4 separate regions of the Mus musculus genome follow, and all the other regions are linked to region 2. The links are chromatin contacts, called in public HiChIP or PLAC-seq maps. All regions are on one chromosome and are shown on one strand. The core of a region is the stretch at or near the end of the contact, and the rest is flanking DNA. Distances in the headings are between cores, read along the strand shown.

Region 1 (2,700 bases), core at 6-2,505, 140 kb before region 2:
CAGCCCCCAGAGTGTTAGAACTACAGGACAAGCCATCTGCCTCAAATTTGGACATATTAAGAACACTATCCACCCATTTTCCTGATAGAATAGTGGTTTTCAACCTTCCTAATGCTGCAAGCATTTAATGCATTTCCTCATCTTGTAGTGACATCCATCCATAAAATTATTTCCTTGGTACTTTATAGTTGTAATTTTGATACAGTTATTAATCACAATGTAAGTATCTGATATGTAGGATATCTGATAAGTGACCCCTGTGAAAAGATCATTTGAACACACACACACACACACACACATATACACAAAGGGGTTGTGACCCACAGGTTGAGAACCACTGTGCTAGAGCAAGCCTACTTGGCTTATAAGTATATATAATAAGGAGCTCTATGCCTTAAAAACAAACTATACCTATTACAAACATTAGCTTGGGGATTAATTAGAACAAGGTACAATGACATATATGTATGAATCACCAGGGTACAACCTATTATATTGTTATGCTGATTTTAAAACTTAATAAAAATTTAAAAACAAAGAACTAGCTCATCTTACTTGAAAGACATTTTTTTACAGCACTAAGGGATTCTCAAATATACACTCTATGTTATATAACATTAACAAGACATTTTAATGGTGTTGTAATGTTAAAATTTCTAAGTTATGCTATCAAATGCATACATTTTTCTATAATACCATTTTTTTAGACACTAACCATTACTGAGAACAAGCGGGGGGTGGGGGGCAGGAATGGAGATCAAAGCTTGCTTTAGCTAAGGTACAATAGGTCTTCACCTAAGCTATATATTTATAAAAATGAAAAATGACTGGCATCATACCTCTAGCATGTGGGTAGCTCGGTAATCTCCCTCACGTTTCCCTCATAGGAAAATGAGGCACCACCCCCCACCACACTACACTCCTTGCAATTATTAAATGAAACAAAACAGGTGAAAATTAATGGAACCTTGGCTTACCATCTGACAACCATGTGCAACAGCAAGTGATGGTAAGCAGAAGATAAAAGGAAATATAATCCTACGTTCTAAGTTATAAGAACTGAACACAATGTTAATGGGGCTAGGCCAGCCACGAGATAAAAGGCTGGCAGAGAAGGAGCCAAGAGTTTGCTTCAGCTCTGAGTCTGGAGTCACGGTTATACAGCACTTTATCATGTACACACAAACTGGTCTTCACAATAAGACTGACTCAGGAGGACAGGAAGTCACCAATGTCAGCTTGCCGGACTGGAATCATGACTAAAACCTATGACACATCCTCCTACCTCCTGAACCAGTGACTGAAAGCCTTTCTTACACATAACTGAGTAGACAAAGAAATGTGCTTCAGCAAGCAGTTGTTTATTCAATCAATAATCGAGTCACATTCCAGGATACAGTCCCATGCTGTGTTTAGCAGAATCAATCAGCTTCTTGATACAAAAATGTTCATTATAAGTAAGAATAAATTACCAAGCTAAGTGGTGATGGCACATGCCTTTAATCCCAGTACTCTGGAAGCAGAGGCAAGCAGATCTAGTCTACAGAGTGAGTTTCAGACAGCCCAGGCAATACAGAAAACCCTATCTTGAAAAAAAGAATCACATCCCCCCCACACAAAAAAAAGAATAATTTTCCTAAGACAAGTATTTTAAGAACATTTCCCAAACCAAAACTTTAATTAATAATAGCTTAGGACAAGGCAGACAATCATTTTTATTGTGTTTATTCACAGACTTCAATCTTATAGCTGGGTACTGAGTTTCTGGGTATTTTATCATAATCAAAGAGTTTACCGTTTCCAGCATTAATGGCTCTACTATTCATATACTTTGTTCCTTAATCAACTCTTTAAATTGCCCTTCCATTACTTCATACTCAGAGTTTAAGCTAATCCTTCTGTAAATAGGTCAATCAGTTCCTGTATTTAGTCAAGATGATTTACATTCACACAACAATTATTTTATAAAAATGGCATTATTAGGCAGCTGGGAAATTGATTAAAAGAAAATCTGGAGGCCAGCCAATTGAGTAGTAGAGCACTTTAGTCACATTTTATCAGATGTGTCTAAATGTCACTAAGAAAACAGACGTCTGCTTGGTATTTGTGTGCAAAGTTATACAGGGAGAAGAGTACCTCCCTGCAAAAGCAAGGCTTGGTAGGAAGAAAAGGTGAGCAGAGGTCACAAGAGATGTCCCACAGGTGATGTGAGAGATTTGAATGTAATCTCCAAGAAAAGATGACAGACTGAAAGGTTCTGGGTACAAGTATGAAAACCACGCCAACTTATGGAAGTCTTTCTGGACATACAACAAAAAGATAGATAGACTAAAAAGACTAAGAGCTTAGAACAATGAAACCTGGCAGACCTACTGAAAGATTCTCAGCCCACTACTTCCTTTGGATGACAGAAGTAGGACTTGGACTTCGATGGCCACATCTCTTCCTAAGTAGTGAGCAGTACTGAGCACCCAAAGGAAGTGCTACTGAGTCTGACTCCTAGAGATTACTCTCCACCCATAATGCCCTAGGTCCACTTACAAGACAGTATATGACCCACTAGGACTAAAGGGGAGATGAATGGCAGGTACTGAAGCATGGTAAGGGGCTGTGCAGACAGCCCTGACATTTGTCCACAGGATACTTGCTCTTCCCAAAAGACTGCACTATAGCTAGTAGGCTGCAGCATCTGAAGGGAAC
Region 2 (2,700 bases), core at 36-2,535:
GCAGGGAGCAAGTAGCTGACTCCAGAGGAGGAAAAGTTGGAAGAAAAAAAAAAAGTCAATGTGAAGGAATAAAGACATTTATTTGATGGAGGTAGGGATGCTTCGGCCTCTTTCCCAGCCCCTGCCTCACCTGAAAGTAACTGCCTGGTCCAAAAAAAAAAAAAAAAAAAAAAATCCACCTACATAGGGGCAACACTCCCTTCTGGTCCTTGTCAGCTTCCGAGTGTCCCTCTGTCCTGTGTCAGCACCTAGTAGTCTGAGTTCAGCAGGAAAGGCCGGATGCAGGCCTGGCCCTGGCCCTTCTCTCCTAGCTTGACAGGAGGAGGCCTTGACCTGCCTACAGGATGCGGGTTCACATCCTGCACCTCATCATGGAATCCGGCTTCGCCTGCTGCTCTGGTTTCTTCTTACAATCCCAAGAGACAGGAGCCCTGCAGGGCAGGGAAAGGACCCAAGGCCAGACTTCCAAGCAGAACGCTTTTGGGATGCCTGAGCCTCAGCCTGTCTGTCTTTCAGGGGTGGGGAGGGAAGGGCCCCCCACTCTTTCCCAATGTCCCAGTCTTAAACTCGTGCAGTCCAAAACAAGCCAGTTCATTGTGTTCTTGGATATAAATATTGATTCTGGTTGATGTTAACATTCTGTTCATAAAAGAATGTAACATATTTCTCTCACACCATATTAGACTGATGTGTTGTTTGGCCAAGAGAAGTAGAGATTTCTGGCTTCTGCAGAAAATGTGGACATTTAAATGCATGCAGCTTTCAGAAGTCTGGAGAGCAGACTCAGAATAGCAACGAGGGCTTTTGGCTGGCTTCAGCCCTGTCCTCCTCCATCCTTGGCTTGTCACTTTGGCGTTCCTAATCTCTTGTAATTAGGAAGCTGCTTGGCTGTCCACATCTGCTTTCATCAGGAAGGCCTATAAGGTCAGCGCTGAACATTTTTAATTTTCTTCCCTTGAGAAAAAGATCTGGGAGGTCTCCCATTTTTCTTCCCCTCTCCACGTGGGAGGGGAGGGTAAAGGCTTCAGACCAGAGGGTGGTCCATCCAAGCATTCCAACCTGGGCCAGACAAGCCCAAGAATAGGATGTGCTGGCCGCCTTGGCAAGGCAAATTCCCCACATTCCACAAGCGCTCTTCACGGGAAATCTAACTCATGAGAAAGTGGAATTCATGATGTGTATGCGTGTGCATTCGGGTGCCAGCACGTCTCACACAGACAGATCCCCGGCTCTCTGGTATTTCGTAAGAGTGGTAGAGCCCATTTCCAGATGTGGGAAGCCAGACTGGGTCGCTGTGCTGTCAGAGGAAGCAGCGCCCTCTGCTGTCCAGATCAGACAGCACCGCGGTGGAGGGAAAGGACCCGAGGGGTCTGGAAAGCAAGTTCCTGGTTAAAACCTTGGCTCACCGTGGCATGCTGGAGGCCTTGCACCTCCTTTTTCTTCCCACTGCGAGCCTGCAAGAGGCTGGCTGCCCTCGGACTAGCTGGTTCTTTTGATGTTCTGTAGCTGCGAGCCAGCCAAAAATGAGGATTTGCTATAAAACTCCAGCCTCCCGCAGCATCTGCTGAGCTAGTTCCGAGGTGAGAGGCAGTGGCGCTGACTTCTGCATGAGAACCTAGCCAGCAATCCCAAGCCAGGCGAGACAATAGGGGCAGCGTGCCCACGAGGAGGCCTCTGGCCGAGAGGCAGCCCTGTGGCCTCATTGTGCCCTTGGAAGGCGCTGGCAGAGGCCTGGCTGCCTCCGAGGCTTCCAGCAGAGTGGAAGCTGCCATGGCTCAGCTCAGGCATACTGGCATCTCCACCTCCAGGAGCTGGCAACACAGACAGAGGGAGGCCCCGCCCTCTGCCCTGTTTCCTGCCAAGAAGAAGGCTCTGCAGCACTGCCAGAGTCGATTCGCCGGGTTGAGGGAGGGGAAACGACAGAGAGCGAGAGAAGGAGAGAAGGGGAGAAGGAGAGAGGAAAGAGGTAGAAAATGGGAGAAAAGGAAGGGCGTAGGGAGGAAGAGAGGGAGGAGGGAGAGAGAAGGAGGGAGATAAAGAGGAAGAAGAGAGGGAGAGGAGGAGAAAGGAAGGGAAACGGTGAAGGAAAAGAAATGAGGAAGAAAGAGGGGAGGGAGAGAAGTGTGTGTGTGTGTGTGTGTGTGTGTGTGCGCGCGCGCGCGCGCGCGCGCGCTGCCCAAGCTCCCAAGCCAGGTGCAGAAAGCTACTGAAGCAAACTTATTGGACAACCTTTCAGTTTTGCAAGAGAAAAATAGAAGGCATAAGACAATCAGTTTCTGTTTTGAGGGGAAGATTTTTATTTGTTTATTTTTGGCAAACTGAGCTCCTCTCTGCTGGGAGGACTGAAAACCCAAACCACCAAACAGCCCCTAACAACAATGCCCTTCTCTCTCTCTCTGGGACCAATTTCCAGACAGCACAGCGGTCCTGACAAGGTCAACAAGCCGAAGCTGGGAGCGCAAGATCTTTATCTACGTGGGAAATAAGAAAATCATTTGACTGATAAAAGGAAATACAATAAATAGCATCTAAATTCCTGGCTGCATTCCCCCGAGCCCCTCCTCTGCAAGAGAAAGTGCCAGGGCAGGAATACAACTGCCACTACAGCAGGTTTAAAAATAGCACACTGCACACAGCCCTTCCTACCTTCCAGAAAGACTTCATTACCGGGTCCTCAGCCCTGAGCCTGCAGAGCCGCTG
Region 3 (2,700 bases), core at 139-2,638, 210 kb before region 2:
GAAACTCAAGACGGAAGACCAAAGTGTGGATACTTCGTTCCTTCTTAGAATGGGGAACAAAATACCCATGGAAGGAATTTCAGAGACAAAGTTCAGAGCTGAGACTGAAGGAAGGACCATCCTGAGACTGCTCCACCTGGAGATCCATACCATAAACAACCACCAAACCCAAGCACTATTGCATATACCAGCAAGATTTTGCTTACAGGACCCTGATATAGCTGTCTCTTGTGAGGCTATGCCAGTGCCTGGCAAATACAGAAGTGGATGCTCACAGTCATCTACTGGATAGAACACAGGGTCCCCAATGAAGGAGTTAGAGAAAGTATCTAAGGAGCTAAAGGGGTCGGCAACCCTATAGGAGGAACCCACAGAGATTGTGTCTCTAGTTGCATATGTAGTAGAGGATGGCCTAGTCAGCCATCAATGGGAGGAGAGGCCCTTGATCTTGTGAAGATGTCCCAGTATAGGGAAATGCCTGGGACAGGAAGCAGGAGTGGGTGGGTTGGGGATCAGGTTGGGCAGAGGATATAGGGGACTTTTGGAGAGGAAACTAGGAAAGGGGATAGCATTTGAAATGTAAATGAAGAAAATATCTAATTAAAAAAACGTGTTGGGAGATCACAATTCCTTATATTTAATATGTCTTTCTTTCTTTCTTTCTTTCTTTCTTTCTTTCTTTCTTTCTTTCTTTCTTTCTTTCTTTCTTTCTTTCTTTCTTTCATGTATGAGTGCTCTATATGCCTGTTATACCTGCAGTCTAGACAGAAGAGGGCATTAGATCATATTACAGACGGTTGTGAGGCACCATGTCATTCCTGGGACTTGAACTCATGACCTATGAAAGAGCAGCCAGTGCTCTTAACCGCTAAGCCATCTCTCCAGTCCTAGCAGTACATCTTCATTCATTAAAGAACTGGAATGAATTAGAAACTTATCAAGTACTGTGGATTTCTATCCAATGTATTTGAGCAAGAGAAGTAAGACATGAGAGCGGGGAAAATGACTCTGTGGATAAATAAAATCCCTGCTATGTAAGCACGCGGACCTGAGCTCGGGTCTCAGCATCCATGTAAAACACCCATAATCTCAGTACAGGTGGGGATGGTGGGCACAGACACAAACACCCCAGGCGCTTACGGGCCAGCCAATTGGTGAGCTCTGGGTTCAGTGAGGGATGCTGTCTTAAACAAAAACTAAGGTGGACAGTGATACAGGAAGGAACTTCATGAATGTGGAACCCCTCCCCCATTGCAAGAAAACCACAACAAAAATAAGACTTGTATACATCAAGCTTTGGGGGGAATCAGGGTAAAACAAGAGCTCTACTCTGAAAGAAGTTAGACTAGAGGGGACCAGAAGTATACACATGACAAAGCAGAGGAAATGATGGTGTTTTTACAACAGAGTTCAGAGAAATGAAACTTTGCTCTCAGCAGAAAGAATAAAGGTGGGTTTTATAAATACCATGAATCCCAGCAACCTTTAGGCCACCCACACTCTTCTATATTTTTTAAAGATTAAGCTCTGATGTTTAGAATTAATGACCCACTTTGAGTTATTTTTTGCTTATTGTGAAGGAAAAGAAAAGGTTGTGTCTCCCTCCCTGTTCACACAGCCAACTGTCCCAGCACCATTCACTGACCACCCCTTCTTCAGGGGCTGGGCCTGCTGTGCTCCTTTAGGAAAGGGGTGACTGGCCACACAGGGCTGCTCCTCATTCCAGAGGCTCAATTTCTTCTCTTCTTTTCCTTCCACCACACAACACTGCCAGGGTCACAGTGGCCTTCTAGTGTTAAAACAGGATTGCACAGGTCCTCTGGTTTTGTTTGCAGTGTTGCTCTGGCTTTTCTAAGTCAGAAAACTTAGCCCATGGTAGATTATATTCTGATTTTTTTTTTAGCCCATGGTAGATTATATTCTGATAAGCACACCATGTGCATATAAAAGAATGTGCATTGTGTTGTGACTTGATGTCATGTTGAATGAGCATCAGCTAAAGCTAGTTGCTGAAATACTATTCCGGTAATTCTTGTATTTGTTTGGTTGGTGAAGTGGTGCTAAAATCAAGTATGAGTCTATTTTGCTCTTTAGTTTTGTCAGGTCTTGCTACATGCTTTTTGAAGCAGCGACTATGTTAATGAGCACACACATACATACATGCTGCTTTAGGCTCCAGTTGAATTCCAATTTAGTTTTTTGGGCTTAAATTATTTGGCTGTTCTTTTACTATTTTTAAATTATGTATGTGTGTCTGTGTGCATATGAAACAAAATGCAGGTATGGTAGAAGCCAGAGGCACTGGATCCCCCTGGAGCTGCAGTATAGGTGGCTGTGAGCCACCTCACATAGGTGCTGGGGACTGAACCAAAGGGGTGTGCACCTTTACTGCTGAGCACACTCTCCAGGGTTTCTTATCTATTGTATTTTGTGTTCTTTATATAAATTGTCCGTAGGATTACAGAATATATCTTTAAGCGTTCTAAGTCCATTGTACTTAATAATAGATTACTTCCCATAAAGTATAGGTGTGCAATTACACAGGGCCATATGATTCCCCTAGAACATAAATTTCACAATAAGATACAATTTTGTGGTTTAAAATTATATAGACCATCAAGAAATTAAAAAAGAAAGGTTTTAAAAAGAGGTTCTTGCCTTTCACCCAGATATCTAGTATTTTTTATGTTCTTCTTTCTG
Region 4 (2,700 bases), core at 22-2,521, 160 kb before region 2:
AGGAAGAGAGGAGCACTACTAATGGGCAGACGCCCCTAGAACAAGCTATTAAGGTAAGGAAATTCTGGGGGTATAATATTTAAGGATCATTTTACTACCAAGAAAAAAATGGTTTCCTTTTTTTCCCCCAGATATAAATAATTGAGTAGCTTTAGATATATTAATAAATTGTGAAATAACAACTAGCATTTCTATGTGTCCCATACTCAAATTCTCTACCAACAACTTATATTAGTATACCTTGGACACAATTAATGGAACAACATAAATATATTATTACTGAAGTCCACCTTTCCCTTAAAGTTCCTCAGGTTTCCCCTGACACCCTTTTTTCCTGTTGAGAATCTTAGCCAGAGGTGCCGATATATTTAGTAAGTACATCTTTAACTCCTTAGGTTACTCTGCTTGTGACAGTTTCTCAGATCTTTTTCCTGTGTCTGTGGATATGTCTATGTGTATGTAGGTGTATTCATGTAGGTATAGCTGTGGAGATAGCTGTATGTTGTACACATGTATGTATGTATATATGTGTACACACATAAGGAAAGGTCATCACTGGCTGCTTTTCTTGGAGGCAAGGTCTCTTACTGAAATCTGAGGCTTGTAAATTAAGCCCATCTCTGTATCCCGAGAACCAGGATCACAAGTGCATGCCATAACCCCCGGATGTTTGCATGGGTGCTGGGGGGGTCAAATTCAGTCCTCATACTTACACAGCAAGTACTTTACCAACTAAGCTCTCTCTCCAGTTCCCTTTCTTTAATTTCATGACTATAATAGTTCCTTGTGGCTACTGAAAGAAATTACTAAACATTTAATATCTTTGAAAAATAGAAATTTATCCTTAGACAATAAAAGTGGATTCCTCTCCTACAAAATATTGTCTATAATCTCTCAGAAGTCTCACAGGATTGATTCTTCTAACAGTAGCTAGAAGCAGGACCAGACCTTGGCATGACCAGAAAGAAATTCCTGACAAGGACAAAGAGATTGTTGCCAGAGTTTTATGGAAATTAGTTTGAATATGGAAAAGGGAGAATAGAGAAAGGTCAGGCTGCAGGGAGAAGGCTTTTAGAACAAGACAGGGACTCATAAATAATCTAACCTAACCACCTCATCGTATATAGACTAATTGTTATTTGTAATGTAACAACGGAGTTTATTTTTCAAATTAAAGCTGCTCTGAACTTGCCTTTTCTGAGCAGTAAGTGATGGACACTGTGCCAAGCTGGTACTGCAGATGCACTCCTTAAAGATGCATCTCATTCAGTATCGGTGCACGTGGCTTACAGGCAGGCTCACATAGGTCAGTGGATATGGACTATAGTTTCACTCCAGTGTCTCAATGCAGCAGGAGACAATCAATGTCATGAGACTTAGTGTATGGGCCCTTCTGAAGGTTCAGCCTTAGAAGTAGAACTGGTAAGTTCCTGGATGGTGAACTTCGCCAGGCCAGTGAATGGATGGTGCCAGATCACCTCTGGAAGGGAATTATTTCTTCCACAGTGACAAGAAGATGGGGAGGGGCAGATAGAAGTAGTCATTTCAGTCACTGGGTTCAAGGATGGATGAGCTTCAGGCCACACCACTGTTGCTGTAGAGAAGTAAAAAAAAGTCCTATGCAGCCTTTAATGACCGGCAAGTGACACCCAGGCTGAGGGTCACATGACCTCTTCCTTCAGAACTTTGGATCTCACTGCTTAACTTCCTCCTACAGAGGAAAGGGCTTTCCAGTGAGGATAACTCCAGCTTGGGACTTGTCTAATAAGAATCAGCCGCACACAGAAACACCTTCTATATTCCTCCTACCAACCCTGAACTGCTGGGAGATTTCTGCTTATTCTGCTCCCTGCTACCTCCAACAGCACCATGTCAGCACCCACTCCTCTTTCTCAGGGAACTGACCCCATCAGGAACCCTCACTGTTGCATCTTTGGTGATGCCAAGCTTTGGTCCTATGACCTGCCTGAGTCCTGATGCCCCAGGGTGAGTATTTTTAAATGAGTCTTGGAGGAGGCCCCTTGCCTACACACCAGGACATTTCCGTCTCTCTCAGGAGATTTGGCAGTGTTGTCACAGTGTCCTGTGTCTGAAGAAGGAGGCTATCCTTGATTTCACTGAAGCACACACTGTAAAGAAGTGGGTGGTACCTAACTGCCCAAATGAACCCACCAGGAACCCCCCAATCCTGGTCTGTGCCAAGAACCCAACTGCAAGCTCTACTGCAGGCCCTACAGGAACTGAGCTCAGGAAAGCTGCTCTCCTGCCACAGGACTGAATCTTCTTTCCCTTGAGGCTTAACTACCCACTGTGAATGGTGCTGAGCTAGTGTCTTGGACCCAGGCTGGACAGGAAGAGCCAAGTATCTGCCATCTCTCTCCATGAAGGAAATTGCTAGAAAGAAACCTGGACTTAAGCACTGTTAGACCCCTCTCCACAGATGTCCCTTATCCTCACCTCTTTTGTACCCTACCTTCTTTTCCCCGGAGGCTATTTCTAGGCCTGTGTCTCCCTACTAGTTACATGCTGACCAAGCCCTGGTCTGCCAGAGAACACAAAGCAGAGTGAGGATGGGGTACGGGAGTTGCAGTCCACAGGCGTCTGGGAACTGAAGGTCAAAGCATTTGCACCCTGGATGCACAGTACTCTCAGGCTGAACAATGAATGCACTCAGTCACCAATGGTGGCAGTTTTGCACAA

Evidence for each region. HiChIP or PLAC-seq counts read pairs in DNA pulled down with a chosen protein or histone mark.
Region 1: a contact with region 2 is called in a FOXA1 HiChIP or PLAC-seq map of pancreatic cancer cells. The contact joins two enhancer-like sites. A contact is called at or near these places in 1 of 15 datasets of contacts at CTCF or cohesin (the NIH/3T3 cell line), 7 of 484 Hi-C or Micro-C datasets (the N1E-115 cell line, bone marrow-derived macrophages, cerebral cortex and 3 more) and 6 of 115 datasets of contacts at active chromatin or transcription factors (CD8 T cells, bone marrow-derived macrophages, fibro-adipogenic progenitors and 2 more).
Region 3: a contact with region 2 is called in a BATF HiChIP or PLAC-seq map of CD8 T cells, with 6 read pairs. The contact joins two enhancer-like sites. A contact is called at or near these places in 1 of 15 datasets of contacts at CTCF or cohesin (the NIH/3T3 cell line), 1 of 484 Hi-C or Micro-C datasets (bone marrow-derived macrophages) and 4 of 115 datasets of contacts at active chromatin or transcription factors (CD8 T cells, bone marrow-derived macrophages, embryonic forebrain and 1 more).
Region 4: a contact with region 2 is called in an H3K4me3 HiChIP or PLAC-seq map of bone marrow-derived macrophages, with 3 times the contacts expected there. The contact joins two enhancer-like sites. A contact is called at or near these places in 4 of 484 Hi-C or Micro-C datasets (Sertoli cells, bone marrow-derived macrophages and nephron progenitors) and 8 of 115 datasets of contacts at active chromatin or transcription factors (CD8 T cells, bone marrow-derived macrophages, embryonic fibroblasts and 4 more).

What each region holds. Positions count from the first base shown.
Region 1 is chr9:56,369,671-56,372,370 of GRCm38.p6, forward strand. The region is part of intron 2 of Peak1 (pseudopodium-enriched atypical kinase 1); the gene reads right to left. Among named protein-coding and RNA genes, the nearest start is that of Peak1, 47 kb to the right of the region's middle. Within about 2 kb of position 1,256, at least 66 of the 459 cell types and tissues checked have an H3K27ac peak or open chromatin away from gene starts, as enhancers often do. A contact at or near this core is called in CD8 T cells, the N1E-115 cell line, the NIH/3T3 cell line and 5 more, where this site is marked.
Region 2 is chr9:56,504,841-56,507,540 of GRCm38.p6, forward strand. No RefSeq gene overlaps it. Among named protein-coding and RNA genes, the nearest start is that of Gm31529, 74 kb to the right of the region's middle. Within about 2 kb of position 1,286, at least 268 of the 459 cell types and tissues checked have an H3K27ac peak or open chromatin away from gene starts, as enhancers often do. A contact at or near this core is called in CD8 T cells, the N1E-115 cell line, the NIH/3T3 cell line and 5 more, where this site is marked.
Region 3 is chr9:56,290,998-56,293,697 of GRCm38.p6, forward strand. All of the region lies in intron 3 of Peak1 (pseudopodium-enriched atypical kinase 1), which reads right to left. All of the region lies in intron 5 of Peak1os (a long non-coding RNA gene), which reads left to right. Among named protein-coding and RNA genes, the nearest start is that of Peak1os, 51 kb to the left of the region's middle. Within about 2 kb of position 1,389, at least 5 of the 459 cell types and tissues checked have an H3K27ac peak or open chromatin away from gene starts, as enhancers often do. A contact at or near this core is called in CD8 T cells, where this site is marked.
Region 4 is chr9:56,343,805-56,346,504 of GRCm38.p6, forward strand. All of the region lies in intron 2 of Peak1 (pseudopodium-enriched atypical kinase 1), which reads right to left. Among named protein-coding and RNA genes, the nearest start is that of Peak1, 73 kb to the right of the region's middle. Within about 2 kb of position 1,272, at least 21 of the 459 cell types and tissues checked have an H3K27ac peak or open chromatin away from gene starts, as enhancers often do. A contact at or near this core is called in bone marrow-derived macrophages, where this site is marked.